Regions from separate parts of the Mus musculus genome. Here region 1 is linked to region 2. A link is a contact called in public Hi-C data. All regions are on one chromosome and are shown on one strand. Each heading gives the region's core, a stretch centred on a gene start, on an enhancer-like site or on the middle of the called end of the contact. The rest is flanking DNA. Distances are from core to core; before and after follow the strand shown. Region 1 overlaps Nrf1 (nuclear respiratory factor 1). Region 2 overlaps Ahcyl2 (S-adenosylhomocysteine hydrolase-like 2).

Region 1 (6,654 bases), core at 3,879-6,378, 240 kb after region 2:
TTGTGTCATAATTAGGATAGGCTTATAATTAATAATATCCTGGAAAAGTTCTGTGCTTCTTCCAGGTCAATACTTAGCCCCTAACCTAGTTTACCAAGTCTTGGAGTTATTTGTATCATTGCAGAAGTCTCACAAAATGCATTTGAAATAATTTACTTTTCTGGGTACCATCTAATATTGTATAACTTAAGGAACCCATGGTAAAAGATTCAAAAAGCATTTCCTCAAAGTTGAAGACTTCATCCCACTTTGAGCAGCTCCATTGACAGTTAAGTCTAACTGCTGCTTCTCCAGCCCAGTGTTTCCTTAGAGGCGGATCTCAAGCTTTATACACAGAACGGACATTTAATGCATGTGATAGTCTAACCTTTAAACAGGACAGTGCTCACCAGTACAGTTTGGTGGTAGCCTTATGTCCATCCAGGCAGCCTGATTGGAGAGCAGGGTTTCTACTGCTGCTGTGACAATGATGTGAGCAAACAGAACTTAGATAGCATGTCTCAGTACTTCACACGATGAAATAGCTAAATACAGTTTGATAATACAATGATGTGAGCAAACAGAACTTAGATAGCATGTCTCAGTACTTCACACGATGAAATAGCTAAATACAGTTTGATAATCCTTCGATTTCAAGCCTTGTTAGGTTTCTATTAGTGTCTTCTTCTTTTTTTTTTTTTTTGTCTAATTATGTAAGGTGACTTCTCAAGTAGGATGGACTGATCAGGAAAGCAAACACGAATTTAAATTTTGGTGGGTCATTATGTTGATTTGTTAGTCTTTTGATAAAGGACCATAGGAAGTAAAATGTGAAAAAGAGTGGTTATAGTGGGTAAATTGTTATTTCATCCGCACAGAAATAAAGTGGACACCACTACACTTGACTCTAAGTTTTTGTGGTTTTATTTTTTGTTTTTTTTTGTTTTTTGTTTTTTGTATTTCAAGACAGGGTTTCTTATGTAGCCTGGCTGTGTTGGAACTCTGCCTCTGCCTCCGAAGTGCTGAGATTAAAGATGTGCATCACCTCCACCCAGCTAGTTTTGCTGATGTAAAACATTATTTTGTTGGGTTTTTTAACTTTGCATTTTGTCTTAAGTTGATTCTATATCATTGCCACATGTTGAGGCCCAGTAAGTTAAATCTTAAACCTTGACTAAATTAAAAGTGTGTGTGTGTGTGTGTGTGTGTGTGTGTGTGTGTGTGTGTTTAAAGACTTACTTATTTATTATGTAAGTACACTGTAGCTGTCTTCAGACACACCAGAAGAGGGCGCCAGATCTCATTACAGATGGTTGTGAGCCACCATGTGGTTGCTGGGATTTGAACTCAGGACTTTCAGAACAGCAGTCAGTGCTCTTAATCGCTGAGCCATCTCTCCAGCCACTAAAAATGTTTTATATTGAGAAGAACTTTATATTATAAAATGGCAGTTCCAGTAAGATCACCAGTGGGTGCAAGCCTGAGCTGGATTGTCCCTAGGTCCCCTTGGGAAAGGAGAGAACCAACTCCCTAAAGTTATCACCTCCTCATGGACACTGTGGCACATGTCCAAACTTAGAACACATCACACATACACATATACACAACGGGGAGAGAGAGAGTGGGTATGCACAAGAATTAGCTGGGCCTGGCTACATACCCTCAGCCTTTGGGAGGCGGAGGCAGAAGGAGGTCAGGGTCATCCTTGCCTTAAGTCCAAGGCTATCCTAGGCTACACCAGGGCTTGGCTTTCCTTTTTCCTTCCTTCCTTCCCTTATTTCCTGACCCCTACCCCTTCCTTTCCCTTTGCCCCTTGCCCTTTCATTGCCCTGGCTAGCATGGAATTCACTATGTAGCCAACCCCAAACTCTTGGTGAGCCTGCTTAAGCCTGAAGGTGCAAAGACTACAGGCAGAAGCTGTGATGCCCGGCTGAGAATCCTAAGGGAAAGGTGCTTTGAGTGGACTGGGGCCTTAACCACGGAGGAACAGCTACAGTCTACAAGATGATAAAGATTTTTAAATCTACCATCCTAAGATAACTGTTTCCTTGGTTGTGTGTGTGTGTGTGTGTGTGTGTGTATGTGTGTGTTGTTTTCATTTAATACAAAAGGCATTTGGTTTTATGGATTATGTAAAATTGGAAAATAGTCACATACAGCTGTAATCTAATTTTTGTTGAAAAGGTAAAAGAAAACAAAGGAATATTCCCATATGAGACATGCCTAGTAAATGTACCAAATATTGAGTGTGTGATTATAAAGACATCATATAACAGCATCTAAGAAGTTAGGTGATGGGCTGGAGAGGTGGCTCAGAAGTTACGACTACTCTTCCAGAGGTCCTGAGTTCAAATCCCAGCAACTGCATGGTGGCTCACAACCATCTGTAGTGAGATTTGATGGCCTTTTCTGATGTGTCAGAAGACAGCTACAGTGTACTTAGGTATAATAAATAAATAAATAAATAAATAAATAAATAAATAAATTTTTAAAAGGTGATATTGCTTAGCATATTTTAAATTTTTTTCTGAGGGGTGGGAGTCAGCTCAGAGGGTAAAACTATTTGGCACATCAGTCTGACCTGAGTTCAATCCCCAGAACCCACCAAAAAAAGCCAGATGTGGTGATCTACATCTGTCACCCAAGCACTTCTATGGTGAGATGGTAGATAGAGATAAGAAAATACCCTGGAAGGTTGCTGGCCAACTAGTCTGGAGTATGCAGCAGCGTGGCCGAGACAATGAAAGCCAGGCAGAGAGAGAACCGGCTCCCTAAACGTTGTCTTCTGTGCGAGCCTGTGCACGCAAGCTTGTACTTGTTCATCATAGCACACTAACAAAGCAATTTTACATTTTTTTCATACGCTTTTTCTAGTAAACATATTTACCAAATAGGTGATACGGACCCCTTTAAATATGTTAAGTACTATTTTGGTTTTATTTTTTATTTTTTATTTAATTTTTTAATAGACTGGCTCTTACTCTGGAGTCCTGGCTGGCCTGGAGATCTGCCTCCTGAGTGCTGATAGGAAGGCCATCACCCATATGCCTGACTATCTTAAGGCGTTTGTTTGTTTTTATGAGAAACCATGAAAATGAAACAATACAGATATTTCTGTGCTGTTAAACAGGGGTACTATGTATGTATTGCTTATACTTTTATCTTGGCAATTTGAGGTCACTATAGAAAGCAAATTACTGGCCTGTATTGGGATTTCCTTCAGGGCAGTACCTTTGTATTAATTTCTCTTGTACACCTTTTGGTTAGCATTTTATCGGCAGGTGGGTGCCACTTCAAGGAGAGAGGAGAAAGACCATGGCATGGAGTTTGAAGTAGTTTTCCCACTAAGGCTGCAGTGGGAAAGCTGCCAGCAACCTTGTCTCTTTAATGGATAAACCGGAACTACTGTCCTGATCTTCCTCTGTCAGTCCATACATTCATATATTCAGCACTAAAGAATTGTGAGCTGTGAATGTGTTTACAATTAATAAATGGCGCTTTACCATTTCCAGTAACATACTGTGGACATTTTACTTATGAATAAAGCACTTTGTCCTTCGGGTCTTGTGTGGTATTCCTCTGAACTAACAGGGCTGCTACCCTGTTGTGCACAGCACATGGACACTGTTATAGAGAGTGACATAGGTGGTCTGTACACCGCCACTGTGCTCGATGTGTTTGTAGTACTCCCCTCTTGCAGAGATTGTAGTTTGTATTTTCTTACGGATGCTGTCTTGGCAGAATTGAGCATAACACATTAATTCCAGATATTTCTGCAATGAGAAAGGGAGTTGACCAAATGAGCTAAGAAAGTTGGGCAAGCAGCTGTTGGTGGGTTGAGAGCCATCACCTATGCCCATTGTGGCCAGGACCAAATGAGATTTCACTTGATGCCTCTTTTCCTCCTTTTACGAATTGTATCAAAGAACGCATTGAGAAAATGTCAATGAGAAAAATGTGTTATTCTCCCCATTTTCATCTCCCCCTTGTCTGGAGACTACCCTTCTAAAATACTTTATTAGAACCACTGCAGACTTTGACTTGTCACTAGGGAATTTGGGTATTTTTTTAAATTAATGTTGTATAAACATGTAGGCACTTCAGGTGTCTTTAAACTTCTAGGGTAACATTTTAGAAATGGATACCCCTTTAGACTTATGGGTCTATTGCAGATTAAACCAGTTCTACAATAGAGTTGTTCATTCCAATTTTAGGTGGTCTTTTAGTTTTATAATCAGTCACTTTCTAAACTCCATTGCCTTTACTCCTGCAGCCTGCTGTTCTGTTTTCGTATCTAGAAATCAAACATATTTTTCTTTAGACCGCTGTGCTTTTGCCTTGATTTTAGTGATATACTAAATTTATTTTTAAGTAACTCTAGATAGTTTAGTTTAATGAATTGCAAAGTAAATGTGGAAATTTTAACTTTTTTTTTTTTTTTTTTTTTTTTTTTTGAGAAAGTCCCTTACTATGTAGCCGTGGCTGGCCTGGAACTTGATATGTAGACCTGCTGGCTCTTGAACTCATAGAAATCTACCTGCCTCAGTGCTGGGATTAAGGAGTGGTCTACCACATCCTACAGAAATTTTAACTTTTGATCAACTAAGAAAAGTTCAAATTTGCATTTCTGATACTGTTTGGAATTCTTGGGAGACTTTTTTTTTCTTTTGGTATTTGGAAAGGTTTGTCTTATTATTAAGTAACAAAATAGGTACTATTTATCTACCTTAACATATTTGACGTGTTTTCTTCTCCAAGTAATTTAAACAGTTCTGTTTCACATCCATGTAACAAGTGAGTTCAAGGGATTGAATGGCTTTCTATTCCCATTTGTCTGCTTTCTTTCATAATACCAGTTTCACAGTTGTGTTAATTCAGTGTGGTTCTATTTATTACTACAAAAAGTAAACCTTCCTTTGGATGGTGGCTCACATCTGTAATTCCAGCAATCATGGTGCAGAGACAAGAGGCTGGACACACGAGTTTTAGGTCAACCTGGTCTACTCTGGCAAGTTCCAACCCAGCCCAGGGCCACACAGTGAGACCCTGAATAGAAAAGAAGGCAAAGCAACAAAGAAGTGACATCATTCAGAGAGAAGCACTTTCACAGGCCTTTCTTTTTCTGGCGTGGTGTGGTGTGGTGTGGTGTGGTGTAGCAGAACAGCCGTGGTTACTGCTGTTGCTGGCGTGTGAAGCAGGTATATCCCTGGTGTAGACCTGTGATACAGTCCCTGGAAGCTGGAAACAAGCTCAACCTCGTACAAAACACCAAAAGGAGAGCTCATGAAAGAAACTGTGTATTATTTTAGGCCTATAGAAGGCAATTTCATACTGTCTAGTGTAATAAAATATTAAACTGTCTTATATATAATGCTGGGCAGTGGTGGCACATGCCTTTAATCCCAGCATTTGGAAGACAGAGGCAGGTGGATTTCTGAGTTCGAGGCCAGCCTGGTCTATAGAGTGAGTTCCAGGACAGCCAGGGCTATACAGAGAAACCCTGTCTCGAAAAAACAAAACAAACAAACAAAAAAGCCACCAAAACCTGTCTTATAGACCTCAAAAAATTATGCATATTGCCAAGATTTTTTTCTGACAGGATTTTTTTTCTGACATTTCCTGTTTGCCCAGTAGCCAGTAGTTTACCTCATTTGTCTTTTCAGTTTAGTTCTGAAACAGGGTCTCATGCTGCCCAGGTTGGCCTTGTCTCCTCCCTATGACTGGCCTGCCTCCTCCTCAGCACTGGGAGTACAAGTGTGTGCCACCATGCCAGGTTTATACAGGTTTAAAGAATGTTGAACCCAGGGCCTTAGGCATGCTAGGCAGGTACTACCAGCGAAGCCACATCCTCAGCCTGGATGTCCTAACATCCATAAAGAAGAATATTTGAGCCAATTGAGGTATTAGGTACCTGGAATTCTAGCATTGCAGAAGTGGAGGCCGGAGGGCTACATAGCAAAGCCTTGTTTAAAAAGAAAATATGACAAAAGTCATAAGCAAATCCAATAGGTTATAACTAGTTTTGTAATGCTGCTACTTTTGAAAAAGTTAACAGTGGTGTTTCTGTAACTGATTTGCCAAGAAATTAATGGTCCTGGATCATAAATATTATCAACCTGACAGGTGGTGGTGCTGCACGCCTTTAATCCCAGCACTTGGGAGGCAGAGGCAGGCGGATTTCTGAGTTCGAGGCCAGCCTGGTCTACAAAGTGAGTTCCAGGACAGCCAGGGCTACACAGAGAAACCCTGTCTCGAAAAACCAAAACCAAAACCAAACAAAAAACAAAGATTATCATAATGCTTTTCACTGGGTAGACGGTCTTCAATAGTGCGAACAAGAAAGGTCACCTCAGTCCAGTGTAATGACACTCTGTCCTTCCGGCCCTTGTGGCATATGTATATGTTCGGCCCTCTTGTCCACCTGGTGACTCCAGTACAGCTGCTAGTGACCCTTTTGCTTCAGATGGCCAGTGAGGAAAGGGCAATTCTTAATTATAGTCTTCAGAAACAGAACAGAAATAACTTTTTTCTCAAAGCTGTTTACAAAAAGCCATCAGTTGTCATTCTGCTTAATGTTTCCCCTTAGAAGTTAGCATCATAACTCGTGACATTCACTCCAGCTCAAAAACTGACTGTTGAGTTCTTTGAGCTGCCAAATAAAACCTCTGGGAGTCT
Region 2 (6,437 bases), core at 871-3,370:
TTTAATGAAGAGTAATTGACCAGGTCACTTTTTATGGCTTAGAAGGCTGTGCTAACTTGAAAGCCTGAGTTTGACCTCTGGATTTCAGAGGAAGAAGAAAACCAAATCTTAAAAGTTGTACTCTGATCTACACACACAAAGCGACTACTATTAATAATAATTAAAGTAAACAAATGATTGGCCCACAGTCAACTAAAAAAGGAGGAGGAAGAGAAGATCAGGCCCCTTTCTAAAAGTTCATCAGCTGACATCCATACCTGCAATAAATGAGCCGGCTGGGGCCATTTCATACGCAAGCTGTAACATGGAAGCAAGAGACTCACTAGTCGAGTCTGGGCTACACAAGCTGCTTTTCTCACACAAAGATAAAAAGGTGCTAAGGCTACAGCTTAGTTGGTAGAATGTGTTGTTCAAACCCCTGCACCACGTAAGACCTGGTGTGATTGTGCACTTCTATAACATAGCACTTGGGAGATGGGCTTAGGAGGATCAGAAATTATAGGTCAGCCATCGTTGGCTACACAGCAAGTTTGAAGCCAGCCTGTCTCAAGAAATGCTTGCCTTGTATACAGAAAGCCCTGGGTTCTATCCCTGGCACCATATAAGACAATCCCAGCACTGGGGAGGTGGAGGCAGGAGGGTCAGAAGTTCAAGGTCATCCCTGGCTACAGTAAATTAGAAGCTGGCTTGGGCTACATAAGAACTGGTCACATCAAGAAGAATAGCAATAAAAATATTTAGATTTATGACTGTGTATGGTGGTATTCATCTGTAATCAGAACTTCTGAGGCTAAGGTAAAAGGATCTTGATTTTGAGACCAGCTTGTGCCGTATAGCAAGTCCAGTCCAGCCTTTGAGCTGTGTAGTTAGATTCAATCAAAATCAAGACTAGAGGCTGAGGAAATAGCTCACTTGTTATTAGCACGCCTAAAGTCCTGAGTTGATCCTGAATAGGTAAAAGAAAGGCTTAGTGTGTTCAATTACTATTTATAATATAAACTTAGAATCAGGTTAATATATGACAGTTGAGATTTTTTTAGATAATAGGGCTCTTTTATTTTAATTTCTTATTTTTATGTGTATGAGTATTTTTCCTACACATGTGCCTGTGCATTTAGGAGACAGAAGCAGGCAGATTTCTGGGAGTTCAAGGATGCCCTGGTTTACATTATAATTTTGAGGCCAGCTAGAATTACAAAGTGAGACCCTGTCTCCAAAAAACAAAAGAAAAGGAAGAGCTAGCACTCAAGGCTTTGTTTTTGTTTTTACTGTTAAGTTAATCTGTGTCTCTTTTCTTCTTATACCCTCTCTGCATGTGTCATGTTTGTGTGCGTGTATGTGTGTGTGTGTGTGTCTGTGTGTGTATATGTATGTCTATGTCTATTTCAGGAGGGCTATGTGTATGCCTGTGTATCTCTCTGTGTGTCTCTGTGTGTATGTGTTTCTGTGTATGGGTGTCTGTGCTTGTGTGTATCTGTGTATATATCTATGTATCTATATGAGTATGTCTGTGTGTTTATGTGTGTGTGCCTATGTATGTGTGTGTGTATGTGCTTAAAGCTTTTTTTAAGGATATTCATTTTATAACAGGATGGTGGTGGGCTTAAAATAGCCCCCCACATATTATGTTTCTAGTTATGTTCTAAAGACATACTTCTTAGCTTGGGTGTATTCACTCTTGATCCCTGAAACTTCCTCTTGGCACTAGTTTATAAAAGCCAGAATGTTGAAATAGCCCTGTTAGTTTGAGATCTGAAGGTGTGAACTCTTTCAGAAACATAATTGAAACCATTACTCAGTTCTGTAATTTGGGATCACTCAGCAACAAGCTACGGAAGTGAGAGGTGCAACAGCACACAGCAGTGCCTGGTTCCTCTCTTAGCTTTGTACTAGAAAAGTCTTCTCTATCTAGTCTTTATCAAAGTCTTGTGTGCTTATTTAAAGTCTTTTCTCCTGAATGGGAAGAGTTTGAACCAATTATAAGCAAATAACCCTTTTTGTGCCTTCCTTTATGTGTATTTCTGTTGCCATGTCAACAAAATATAGCTAACATTGAGTAAACCAGTGGGTGCTTGTATGCTACCTCCCTAGGGGAAGGTAAGTGTGGAGAAGTAGAAGGGGCCAAATTGAGAACAAAGAATGCTTCTCCCCTTGGCTCTCCATTAGCTGGCTGTTTCAGTCCTCACACACACACACACACACACACACACACACACACACAAAACCCGTTTCAGCTGTTCAGAGATACAGCTAATATGTCTTATTCTTTTGCATGTTAGAACCTTGTCACTATTTGGGGTAAAATAACTGTTATAAGCTATCTTTCAGAACCAGGAAACCCAAAAATAAATGGTGATACTTACGAAATTTATATTTTGGGGGCTCAAAGGCTTACATTGTGCATATTGGTGTTGAAAGTACTTCCTGAGTGACAAGTAACTGCTTAGTCAGTAATTTACAGTCACAACCAACAAACAATGGTGGCAGAGACCTAAAACACATGGCATGCTTTTAGAACATATATTTGGTATATCAGTGGGGTGAATCCTAAAGGTGAAATCATTAGGTCAAAAACTACCTAACGTTTTAAGATTGCGAGAGTGATACCCAAACAGCTCTTCACAGTGACTGCATGTGCACCAGGAATGTCAGAAAAAGATCTTTCTCTATACATAGGAAGGGTCCTTTAAAACAGAATAGATATTTGAACATCTAGCAGCCACTTGAGAAGTAGCGGCAGGAGGATGCTTGATCCTTCTTGTAAGCACAAAAATGAAACCCCTAAACTTTGCATCAGGTTTGTGGTAGAAAGAACTGGCAACAACCCTTGCCTGTTTCTTTTAGTGGCCTCAGGTCCTGTCTGCACTTCTTCTGTGCAGCTATTCGAATCCACACCATCAGGTAACTGATTTCACAATTTTGTCTTTTTAGTCTCTTATTTTCTCACCCCCTCTTCTTTTTTTGTTATTTTTCTCCTTAAAATTGCTAAAGCTTATCCTCCCACACTTCAATCATAATTTTTTGTGGAGGGTAAAAGAGAGCTGAGTTTTGAGTTCTTCCATGTTTGAAAATACCCATGTTCTTTTCTTACACACTTCTTGCTATTCGGCCTATGTTAGGAATTTGCTAATTGACTTCTCCAGTGTTGCTTGTTAAGCTTGGCTCCTCCAGTTTCTGTTGAGCTCCTCTGCCAACCCCTAGTGAACCCTTAACATAACCCAATTAACCCTTGGTCATTGGGTTAATTTTTAATAAAATTTAAGTGTGGCTTGGTAAGAACTTTCTTAGATGTTAGCAGGAAATTGGATGAAAATTTCCCCTCCCATTTCTGAGATATAGTACAAACTAGATGATTTTTTTTCTCAGTTGCTTCATCACTTGTATCTACTTTCACTTCCTTTGTGTGGCGGTTCACAACATTTAGCCAAGAAAATGATCCAGCAGGTGCTAGCTCACATAGTCAGTTGTTCCAGTGGGAAGACAGTTCTGCACACTTAATACTTTATACTGTTACACTTCCAGATAGTGTAGGGAAGGAAACCTTCTCTGCCCATCTCAGGTTCACTCGCTTGGCCTGTAACTTACAGCAATAGAAGATATTAATGAAAGAGAAGCAAACAAAAGATTATTAACAAGCAGTGGGTCTTTAATACGCACATGCTATGTGCATTAAGAGGTGACTAACTGAACAGGGTAGTTAGAATTCAGACTTACAGCACAGTTTAACACCAACCAGTATATTTGTAGCCAAGTGACAAGGTAAAAGAAAAGCCTTAGAGCTACAAGGCTAAGTGGGTACTGTGAGAAGACAGATGTGGAAACCGCTGGTAGATGAGGGCTAGATAGTGTGGTTTGCTTGTGTACCCTCTTTTGTTAGGTCCTCGTGTCTACATTGAGATTGTTCTCTCCTCATCCTGGCAAGAGACCGGGATGGGGGGCACTTTTTAAAAGGGACTTTATATTTTGTTCTCAGGTAGTGGGGAGGAACATAGAAAACTCACCCTATCCTGCTTTGTTCAGTTGCTTTCAGCTTAAAATAAGGCTTTGCCAGAGATAAAATATACCAAGAAGGTACATATTCTTTTAGCATAGAATTTGCTAAAAGCAGAGCCAGGTTTGGTGGCTCACGTCTGTATTCCCAGCACTTAAGAGGCTGTGATAGTTAATCAACTTGATAGGATCAGCTAGAACAGTGGTTTGCAACCTTCCTTATGCTTCAATCCTTTAATATATCCTCATCTTGTAGTGACCCCCAACCATAAAATTACTGTTGTTGTTAACTTCATAACTGTAATTCTGCTATTGTTGTGAATTGGAATGTAAATATCTGATATGCAAGACATCTGATATGTAACTCCTATAAAGGGTCATTCAACTCCCAAAGAGGTCACAACTCACAGGTTGAAAATCATTGACCTAGAAGGTATGTCTGTGGTGGTTCATCTAAATTATCTAAGCCCCTGGGTATGCGTGTAAGGGATTACTTAGGTTAGGTTAACTAAGATGGGAAGATTTACCTTAACTCTGAGTAGGTGGCACATAGGCTGTGAAATGCACAATAGTTTCTGCTGCTCTCTGCTTCCTGAAAGAGTGTGACCAGCTGCCTCAAGTTCCTGCTACCCTGACTTTCCTATACCATAAAGCCTATACCTCTGGACTTTCCTATACCATAAAGCCTATACCCCTGGACTTTCCTATACCATAAAGACTATACCCCTGAACTTTCCTATACCATAAAGACTATACCCTGAACTTTCCTATACCATAAAGCCTATACCCTGAACTTTCCTATACCATAAAGCCTATACCCCTGGACTTTCCTATACCATAAAGCCTATACCCCTGGACTTTCCTATACCATAAAGCCTATACCCCTGAACTTTCCTATACCATAAAGACTATACCCCTGGACTTTCCTATACCATAAAGCCTATACCCCTGAACTTTCCTATACCATAAAGCCTATACCCCTGAACTTTCCTATACCATAAAGACTATACCCTGAACTTTCCTATACCATAAAGACTATACCCTGAACTTTCCTATACCATAAAGCCTATACCCCTGAACTTTCCTATACCATAAAGACTATACCCCTGAACTTTCCTATACCATAAAGACTATACCCCTGGACTTTCCTATACCATAAAGACTATACCCTGAACTTTCCTATACCATAAAGACTATACCCTGAACTTTCCTATACAATAAAGAGTATACCCTGAACTTTCCTATACCATAAAGACTATACCCCTGGACTTTCCTATACCATAAAGACTATACCCCTGAACTGTGAACGCAAGTAAATCCACCCTTCCTTAAGTTGCTTTTGTTGAGTATTTTATTTCAGCAATAAGAGAAATAACTGCTAAAAAGGTGAAGGCGGGAAGATTGCTGTAAGTTTGAAGCATGCTTGGGACACCTAGTGAACCCCAGGCTAGCTTGGGCTAGAGTGTGGATACTCTGTAGGTTGGAGCAGTAGTTTTGTTGTAGGAGTGAGATAGAAATGAAGACTTGAGTATATTCAAGTCATGGATAGCCATGAAAATGGCTGTTTGTCCTCAAAGCTTTCTTACAGGATCCTTACGGATTTCTAGGGTGAAAGCAGCACACAGTTATCCTGTGAAATTTATTTTGGGTAAGGTAGTGTAAATAAAAAGAAATATAAAATCTCTTATGATTTTGGAAGTCTCCCAATAGATTCTTCAAGTAACAGATACTAGCATAAAGGAGCATGGCCTGTAAGTCACAAGGCAGTAATTCCAGCTGTCAGAGCTTCATGTAAGAGCACCATGCTCTTAGGCAGCACAAGAGAAAGAAGGTGGAAAGTAAGTAGGACACAGAAAGGCATTTTTATTTCCCACTGAGGAAATTGTGTGCAAAAGTCTGGAGACAAGAGAAACTGAGCAGTGTCTGCAGTCCTAGCTAGTACCATTACTACCCACCAGCTGGATGCAGACTGCCAGAGATTAAAGTTGTCTTAGATTCCTGTGCTCTGTTCAATTTACTCAAAGGTAATGTCAAAAGAAATGGAGCATGTAGGGCTAGAGATGTAGCACAGTAGTAGAGCACTTGCCTATTACACGCAGAGCTCCAGGCTGAGCCCCAGCACTGCTCCCTGCTCCCCTCAAAAAAGCAGAACACGTTTTTGCAGCTGTACTTTTTTTTTTTTTGGTTTTTTGAGACAGGGTTTTTCTGTAGCCCTGGATGTCCTAGAACTCACTCTGTAGACCAGGCTGGCCTCGAACTCAGAAATCCACCTGCCTCTGCCTCCCAAGTGCTGGGATTAAAGGCGTGCGCCAACTTCCCGGCTTTTTTTTTTTTTTTTTAATGAAAATAAATACACTTTTAGGAGAAGAAAGTGCAGCACTGACTCCTGTCTGAAACCCAAGTGACTGGAATAATAGATTTAAAAACGAGAAACCAAAGATGAGGCA

What was found. Hi-C and Micro-C count contacts between places; a contact is called where the count stands out from the background.
Region 1: a contact with region 2 is called in a Hi-C map of CD8 T cells, with 3 times the contacts expected there. The contact joins two enhancer-like sites. A contact is called at or near these places in 13 of 484 Hi-C or Micro-C datasets (the 3T3-L1 cell line, the AML12 cell line, CD8 T cells and 9 more), 2 of 115 datasets of contacts at active chromatin or transcription factors (embryonic stem cells and memory CD8 T cells) and 2 of 9 other capture datasets (adipose tissue and macrophages).

Annotation. Positions count from the first base shown.
Region 1 is chr6:30,061,088-30,067,741 of GRCm38.p6, forward strand. All of the region lies in intron 1 of Nrf1 (nuclear respiratory factor 1), which reads left to right. Among named protein-coding and RNA genes, the nearest start is that of Nrf1, 16 kb to the left of the region's middle. Within about 2 kb of position 5,129, at least 9 of the 459 cell types and tissues checked have an H3K27ac peak or open chromatin away from gene starts, as enhancers often do. A contact at or near this core is called in CD8 T cells and memory CD8 T cells, where this site is marked.
Region 2 is chr6:29,825,616-29,832,052 of GRCm38.p6, forward strand. All of the region lies in intron 1 of Ahcyl2 (S-adenosylhomocysteine hydrolase-like 2), which reads left to right. Among named protein-coding and RNA genes, the nearest start is that of Ahcyl2, 60 kb to the left of the region's middle. Within about 2 kb of position 2,121, at least 73 of the 459 cell types and tissues checked have an H3K27ac peak or open chromatin away from gene starts, as enhancers often do. A contact at or near this core is called in CD8 T cells and memory CD8 T cells, where this site is marked.